Regions from separate parts of the Capra hircus genome. Here region 1 is linked to region 2. The links are chromatin contacts, called in public Hi-C maps. All regions are on one chromosome and are shown on one strand. The core of a region is the stretch at or near the end of the contact, and the rest is flanking DNA. Distances in the headings are between cores, read along the strand shown. Region 1 overlaps LRRK1 (leucine-rich repeat serine/threonine-protein kinase 1). Region 2 holds the start of CHSY1 (chondroitin sulfate synthase 1).

The links. A called contact is a pair of places that touch in the nucleus more often than the background predicts.
Region 1: a Hi-C map of blood shows a contact between it and region 2, with 6 times the contacts expected there. The contact joins the enhancer-like site here to the promoter of CHSY1 in region 2. A contact is called at or near these places in 2 of 5 Hi-C or Micro-C datasets (both in blood).

Annotation. Positions count from the first base shown.
Region 1 is chr21:4,769,469-4,773,719 of ARS1.2, reverse strand. It overlaps LRRK1 (leucine-rich repeat serine/threonine-protein kinase 1), which reads left to right. Exons shown (of 35, transcript XM_018066303.1): 8 at 3,283-3,509. Among named protein-coding and RNA genes, the nearest start is that of LRRK1, 90 kb to the left of the region's middle. Within about 2 kb of position 2,844, at least 4 of the 5 cell types and tissues checked have an H3K27ac peak or open chromatin away from gene starts, as enhancers often do.
Region 2 is chr21:4,510,029-4,514,364 of ARS1.2, reverse strand. CHSY1 (chondroitin sulfate synthase 1) reads right to left here and starts at 1,869. Exons shown (of 3, transcript XM_018066428.1): 1 at 1,539-1,869. The coding sequence starts at 1,861.

The DNA of each region.
Region 1 (4,251 bases), core at 1,595-4,094, 260 kb before region 2:
AGAGGTGGTTACATGAGGCCTAGCACTGGAGATGCAGACAGTCCAGCTTCTGGAAGGCCACACTGCCTCCTGGGGCAGAGGAGATGGAGACAACCCTCGGGCTGGCAGCGTAGCACGGAATCCACAGGCGGTTTCCTAAAAAGAGAGTTGAGCCTGACAGTGCCTGAAAAAGTGCTCACCCTCACTCAGCTTGCCCAAGACCCCACATGGGGTGAGTTAGGCATACACAGGGCTCGAGTCCCCGAGGCAGAGTCCCTGCCCCTTATGCAGTTCTAGGCTGCAGCTCCAGGATCAGAGAGGCTGACACAGAGGAGATGCAGGAGGAAGGTTGCCATTGTCGAGACACAAAGTCTCAGCTGGTTCCCCGAGGATGTCTGATTTGTGTCGTAATTGGCTCGTCTCACCATAACAACCTGAGTTACACCTGTTGTTTTATTTTTGATGGCCCTTACAGAGTTTTATTTATAAAACTTTCAACCAACACCTAAGGCTTGTTATTTAAAAGCAAACCCAGTCTCCTTTTCACTTTGCATTTGACTGCCGTATCAGTTCAGGTGACCTGAATGGCCACACAGGTCCGTGCAGAGGGGAGAGAGTCAGACTGCGATCTGGACGCCTTGGATCAACAATGGCTGCTAACACCACAGGATGAACTGACGTAGGAACAGGAAACATTCCCTAGTCTCCGAGTATCACCCTCTCAGATTGCTAATCACAGAGCACAGTGTGACTTCGTGGCACAGAGGTAAACAGTCTGCCTGCCAGTGGGGAGATGCAACAGACTCGGGGTCGATCCCTGGGTTGGGAAGATCCCCTGGAGGAGGATCTTCAGTATTCTTGCCTTGGAAATTCAGTGGACAGAGGAGCCTGGCGGGCTCCAGTCCATGGGGTCCCAAAGAGTCAGAAACAACTGAGCGTGCTCACACACGTGCACACACAAAGTGTGGCATTACAAAGGACAGATCCCTTAACCACGGGATCAGACTTGGCATCACCATTAGTGAAGGCCATTAGGCCACGTCAGGTGGCCTCTTGTGGAGTTCAGTTAGTAGGAATGAACACTGAGATTTTTGCCAAAAATGTTTGACTTGAATCTAAACATTAGGAAGCAAAATTCAGATTATGGGATATTCTACAGAACAACTAGAATGACCTGAAAACTGGCAGTGCCGAAGTTTAAAAGGACAGCAAAAGGCGTGAGGATTCTTCTAGATTCAAGAAAGGTTAGGGTTAACTAAATGCAATGTATGATTTTTGTTGAGATCCTGGATCAAGATGCAGAATAGTTATGAAAGACGTTTCGGGAATATTTGAACATGGAGTATGGATTTGATAATGTTGTACTGATTTCATTTCTTCCGAGATAACGTTGGTGTGAATGAGGCGCCACGGTTACTTTCAGATGACTCAGCAAAAAATGGAAAGTGTGTGTTTGTGTGGAGGGAAAAAGAAGAAAAAGAGATGTGGCAACATGTTAACAGTTGGTGAATCTAGATGAAGTGTATATGAACGGATATGCATTGAACTGGTTAAGCCTTTCTGCAGTTTTGAAATTTTTCAAGATGCATAATTATGGGGGGAAACAATAGTGATAATAAAAACAGGCTACAGCTCAAGCTTGACTTGTCTAAAATAAAACTGAGACTAAAACTCCATTCTCTTGACCTGAAATCCAGTAATACCACCGCCTCTCTCCATCGAGGTGAGTGGAGAGAGACAGGCAGACAGAGACAGAGCCCCCATCTCCTTGGTTCAAAACCCAGAGTTTTGAGAAGGAACAGCAGACCCAGCTTTCCAGCCCTGGCAAGTTAGCCAAGGAGACAAAGCCGAGGCGCACACGCCACCTTGTGACCAGATAAGGGAGTCTACTGCTGCCAATTTTGAAAGCGAACTTACCTCGCGTTATTGGTATCCTTCCCAGTTGCAACATTTTCCCTTTAGTGAAGCACTAATTCTTGTTTCTCCAATTTTCTGATACGGATTTCCAGCTGCTTTAGAGACACTAGCCAAAAGAGCCGATTTCCTTTCCCCAGAAACCTCAGTGAGCCCCACATTCTTGGATGATCAAGAAGAGCAAAGCCCTGCTCGTGAACATTTCACCAGATCCCACTTACCACCATGTGCCAGCAAGCTGCTGGCCTTTCTGACCCAACCAAATGAGAAAAGCAAAGGAGATTTATTCAGCGCTTTTGATAGCGAGTCAGCCACCGTCGCTTGCCTTTTGTCAGAGGAGTGGAGAGGCTTTATCACGGACAAGGGCAAGCCATCGGGTGTGCCCTGTCTGGTGGTGGTTGGTGGGCAAGCTGGAAGCGGCGACCTAGAAGGGGGCATCCTTCATAACTGGTTGGGGGAGCATGTTTGACTTTCCCTAATTAGTCATAGCAGTTGTCTTAGCCTAGGGCTAGAGAACCCTTCTCACCTGAAAGAAAGGATCATATAATTTATACTTTATTTCTTTAAATAGAATGAGTCAAACTCTAGGTCAAGTTCAGTCTCTTCCTTTCCAGAGTGTGTTCCTTAGACCAGCAGCTCTGGCATCACCCGGGAGCTTGCAGGAAATGCCAAATACCAGGCCCCACCCCTGACTCACTGCAACGCCTAGTAACAGTCCAGGAAGCTACAGGGTAACTTCTGTAACAGTTGGCCCCAAACGTCCGGGACTCGACTGAGAAGTAACCGCTTCCCTAGCTTTGTCCCTGCTTCCAGTTTAGATGAGGGGGTTATTAGTGTCCTGGTAGACTGCTGCAGGTTGTGGGTCAAAGTCCTCTTTTTCCCATGTGGTGTCTGGCGGTCGCCTGTGTGTTGTTGCTCACTCTGGAAGCGGTGCATCCACAAAGCACCCCACATGGTGTGAGCACGCGCAGGCGCTTCTTGCCCTAATCATGGGGAAGAGTGACCTGAAGGGAGAAGACCCAGGTTTGGGTCTCCGCCTTCTTCTGCAGGCTGGGGAGGGTCCTCCAAGTTGGGGTGGCCTCTTCTGCACAGAGCAGGGGCTATTCCTGCTGAGTGTCCCGCCTGGCTGTGATCAGCCCTCTCAGAGGTGACGCAAAGCCCACGTGCTCCCTCTCGAGTCTGGAGAGCGCATTGCTGTGTCTGCAGAGATTCCCTCAAGGATACAGGTGCCCCCAAGTGACGACGTGCTCCCAGTTCTCCTGATCTCTCAGGACTCTGCTGAGATGAGCAGACAGACTCACACTTGGATAAACCATTGCTTTATTCCAAGTCTGTGTGAGCCCTGGGTTTACCACTGGCGTGTGCTTTGCCCATTTCTCCAACACCCAGGCTCTTCGTGTGAAATGGTCCCACCTCAAGCTGCCCTGGGTGGATCTGGACTGGCTCATCGACATCTCCTGCCAGATCACAGAGCTGGATCTTTCTGCCAACTGTCTGGCGTCCCTCCCCTCGGTCGTCCCCTGGGGCCTCATCAACCTCCGGAAGCTGAACCTCTCGGACAACCACCTGGGGGAGCTGCCCAGCGTGCAGTCATCAGATGAAATCATCTGTTCCAGGTGGGCTCCTGCCCCGCGGCCCCGGTGGGGGGCCTTCGCCATGGGAGCCTGGCTGCCCCCGCACCCTCTGCCTGTAGCATCTGCTTCCTGCAGTCATGCTGCCTGATTATAGCTGGTGCTTTGGAAAACAGATTTTCAGCTAAAATGAGAGAAGGAAGTTGTGTGTGCCTTTAGCAAGCTCTTGGGCACAAGGTCCTGGCCTGCTGTCCACGTGAACACAGAGAGTTCTGCCAGGGTTGGCCCATGTGTCCACTGCTCTTTGCAGCGATGCAGGCCTGCCAGCCCACGATGCCCAGTCTTGGTCCTGCAGGCAGGCATCAGAGGAAGGGGGCTGGTGGAGGCCACGGGGCCCAGACACTCCAGCTTTTGGCCTACCTCCCAAGGAAAGTGAGCAGGGCCTCCAAGAAGCAGTTAACTGCACAGGACTCTGGCCATGGTCTAACAGTGTGGGCAGCTCCTGTCTCTTTCTGGGAGGCCTTGGGAAGACACCCAAGCCCCCCGATGAGGCTGCATAGGGAGGGGAAGGACCTTCCCTTCCCTGATGTACTGATGATCATGTCTGTAAGCCCTCGTTCCATATGGGACATGAGCTGATTTCAAAAGCTAAGGCTCTAAGTGAAGTGAAGAAAAGACTGTTGATAAGAGCGTAGGGTTAGCAGTAACTCGTGGGAAAGAAGCCCTGTACAAAAAATTAAGTGCCGTGGAGTGGGGGTCCTTAACCGGGGCAGAGCCAAGAGTCCAA
Region 2 (4,336 bases), core at 620-3,119:
CTGTCCCAAACTTGATTTCAAAGAACTTGTCATCAAATTGGAGTCATATAGATTTACTTTAAAAACCATGTTGTAAACAATGTATATAGCTCATCCTCAATTTCTGATTAGGTATTCCCTTTTTCAAAAATCAAATGTTTTTTTGATATACACCTAAAACACTGTAAATCAACTATACTTCAAAGGCCAGAAAAACAAACCACGAAACAACAAAAAGCACAACTCCACCTAATTCAATACATCTGGGAGAAAACCATGATCTGCATGTTTGCTTCCAAGTCATGATCTTAGTCAAATTTATGCTACCTTTTCTAACCTTTTCAGGCACTCAGTCCCCTTCTGGCAGAACCTAGGTCATGGACTTAAACAAGATCCAGTGGAAACACAGGAATGGGAATCAATGCACTGAAAAGGCAGACTTTCTCTACTGCTCTCTACCTTCCTTTTCAACCCTTTTCCTCCTCCTTTAGAGGAACGGAGCCCCAAATATGCTTTTCTCCTCACAACATCTAATGCCTGAAAATTTAGACCAGGACTACAGTTAAAAGCCGAAGTTATACAGGTGATGGTTATAAATTAAGAACAACCACCAGCTTGGCCTCTCTCAGTAATGACTGCTCTAAGAGTCCATTCCCAGCAGACCTCTCAGGTTGGTTTGCTCTGTGGTTGGATGAATACCAAATGTTATCTGTAGAGTAAGCATTTCTGTAGTTCACACAGATAAGGTTTCCATTAAATCTCTTTACTGAATCTATTAATACATCCCTCTTCTACCTCAAATTCATTCCAATATCATCTCTCTTTCACTCTTCTAAAGATTACTTTGGCTAATCCCTTTGTTAATCCTGAACATGATTCCAGCCACTTTTCTGACTCATATGGCCAACTAGGACCCAGATACCGGATAACACACACGTCACTAAACTGGGCTAGTTAACAACAAATCTACCATGAGCCAAGAACTGCTTTCCCAAAGGTTCTCTTTCCAATTACAAAAGTCTGGTGGGGTTGAGTGTGCAGCGTGTACCCCTTCCATTTACCAGAATGGTCCCAACAGTGAAAACTAAAAGTGGAAGGCCTCTGACCAAATTAACTTACACAGGCTCTAGTTCTGCAAGGCTAAAAGTGCAGGTTTCAGAGCCTCGAATAATAACCCCCGCTGCCACCACAATTACCATTATTGTGCTGAGTTTTCCGAACACTCTTATGGGTGTTTGGAAATGTTCCGTGGTGCTCATTCAACAAAGGAAAGGACTAGGACAAGAAAAGATGAAGCGCGGAGCAGAAAGTCCGCGTGAAGACTACACCCAGAGGGGCCACGCTGGTCCGCTGGACCCCAAAGCCCCTGCTTTTGAGCGCTGCGCTCGCTATACGGCCCCTGAGCCCGCTGCCAACGCCCGGCACGCCCCACGGGGCACAGCGGCCCCACGGAAACCCAGCGAGCGCCGGGTCTGGGAGGCAGGCAAAGGCGCGCGCCGCACGCGGGCCGCGGGGCAGCGCGCTCGGATGCTGGACGCCGCCCGGGAGCGGGGACTCACCTGAAGGCCGCCACCGCGCGGGTCTGCAGGTACTTCTGGGCGGTCATGACTCCCACGAAGAGAAAGTTCCTGTCGCGCGGGACGCCATCCTGGGCCTCGCTGTGGGGCCAGAGCCGCTGCCCGCGCGCATCCCCGCGCGCCCCGCCGGCCAGGGGCACCGCGGCCGCCTGCCCGGGCCGGCAAGCCTCGGGGCTGGCGCGGCGCCGCGGGCCCGCCCGCTTCAACTCGGAGGCGCGGGGCAGCACGAGCCGCGAGGCCAGCACGAAACCCAGCACAAGCCCGAGCAGCACGCTGAGCCAGGCGCGCCGGCCGCGCACGGCCATGCCCGCGCCGCTCCGCCCGCCGGGCCGCCGCCGCCGCCGCCGCTCCGCGCGCCCTCAGCCCGCCCGCCGAGGCCAGCCCGCCCTACGCGGCCCCGCCCGGGCAGCGCCGCGGCTGCGGCGGGCCCGCCGTGCCCATCGCGGAGCGCGGGCCGCCCGCAGGCCCCGCGCCGGCGCTCGGTCCCGCTCGCGCGCGCCCGCCCTCAGGGGCGCAGCATGCCCAGCGCGCGCCGGCCGCGGCCCCCCGCCCGCGCCCCGCGCCCCGCGCTCCCCGGCCGGCTCGGCTCCCCGCGCGGCGCCCCCCGGGCGCTCGGCTCCGCTGGCGCTGCGCGCGGCACGCTGATGTCCGTGGCCGGCGCCGGCGCGGCCGCTGCTCATCGTCCGGCTCCGCGCGCCATCGCCGCGGGGGCGCCGCACGTCACGCACGGCGCGCAGGGGGCGGTGCGCTGTGGCCCCGCTCGGGATCCGTCCGCGCCGCGCGATTGGCGCGGCAGTGAATGGGGGGCGGTTCACGTGGCGAAAGTTTGCCCGAAAAAGAAAGCCCAGCTCAGAGCCCCGCCCGCGCGGTCTGCGGCGGCCCCGGGCGGAGGGGGCGTGGGTCGGGCGCGGCGCCGCCTGGGGCCGGGAGCGAGGCGCCCGGCCGCCCGTTACCCGCCCCGCCGGGGCATCCCTGCTGCGGCGCGCGGCGCTGGCTCTAGGCCGTTCCGCCCGGCCTCCGGCTGCCGCGAGACGCTGCGCCAACGTGGATCTTATCAGGGATTTCTAAGAAGGGGCTTCTTGGTCCTCGAACAGTGCACTCGTGGAGGACGAGCCGCGCGTTCCTCCTGCACACACTGTCCTCAGACACACCCGCCTCCCCACGCCCAGCCCTCCAGCCGGGCGGACCTCTCCGGCCACCTTCCCTGCGTCCTCCCGATTCACACTGTATCTTTGTTCCCGCAGCTCTGTGGGTACGAGCGAGCATGTGTAGCATAAACAGCTCAGGAACCGTTTGAAACGTGCATGACTGCAGAATGAACCGTGAATTCAGCTACCTTGTTCTCTGCTACTGGTTTCCAAGCTAAAAACAGAAAGAAAAAGAAAGCTATACTCAGTGTCCAACCTTCTAACACTAGCAGCATTTAAAGGATGTTGAAGAAATGGTAGATGGTGTTAATACGCTTTTTCTTTACATTCTACGTAGAAACTCATCAGTTTCTCTAGTCTGAGTCTTTGTGTTTTAACATCATCCATCCATAGAAGTGCCATGGGTTTCTAAAAACAGTTTTTGAGAACCGGCTTCTCTATGATGGATTTTGAATTCTATGCACTTCTTCTTAAAACAGCTAAGGTAACAAAAAGCTGATGAAATGACCACACAACAAATATTTGTGTAAATTATTATTATTTAGTCGCCAGTGTGTTGGAGGTTTTTTTTTTTTTTTAATGAAACTCCCAGAGAGCACAGTAGTTCCCTCGGCCTGACAGGTTCCCGTCATTTAAACAAATGAAGCCAAGAATTAGGGACAGAAAATAAGCACGCTTGGGTAAACCTTGGATCTTTCTTCATTGCTAAGATGACCAAATGAAGAAATATACACAATTTAAAGTACCATCTTACAGGAGAGATATCATCTCTGCCGCTAAATAGTGGTCACTCTTGGTATTCTTTGGATATCAGCACTTTCTTCGGCACTTGTGAATTGTGCCAGATATAGTTCATTACCCACCTTCCCACAGGCTCCCTGGGTAGGTGATCCACATCTAAAAATAAAATACTCATTATACAGTGAACACAGGATTCCAACAGTGGTCTTGAGAAAAATGCAGAACCATGAATTAGAGACTCAAAAATCAGCCAAAGGGGTTTCCAGTTAGACCATAAGCCACAAATGCCAAGTTCCCCAAATTCAGCAACAGCCTCATAATTCACAATGATGTCCATAAAGCACAAATCTAGCTAGGTACAGATGTTCAATTTTTTGACATAATGATTTCAATATTTTCTAACTTGCTTTAAACTTCTCTGTTTCCTCATCTAGACTAAAATCTGATTTAAAAAGCGCATAAATGGTGTGTTGTTGTTCAGTCACTCAGTCATGTTCAGCTCTTTGCGACCTTGTGGACTGCAGCATGCCAGGCTTCCTTGTCCTTCACTAGCTCCTGGAGCTTGCTCAGACTCATCCATTGAGTCAATGATGCCATCCAATGATCTCATCCTCTGCCATCCCCTCCTCCTCCTACCTTCAAACTTTCCCAGCATCGGGGTCTTTTCCAATGAGTCGGGTCTTCGCATACACAAAAGTGCCATGGATTTCTTAAGACACGTTTTGAGAACCAGCTTCTCAAGTGTCTTCTTCCCTAGCACCACAATTCGAAAGCATCAATTCTTCGGCGCTCAGCTTTCTTCATGATCCAATTCTAACACCCATACGTGACTATCGGAAAAACCATAGCTCTGACTGAACGGACCTTTGTTGGCAAAGTGATGTCTCTGCT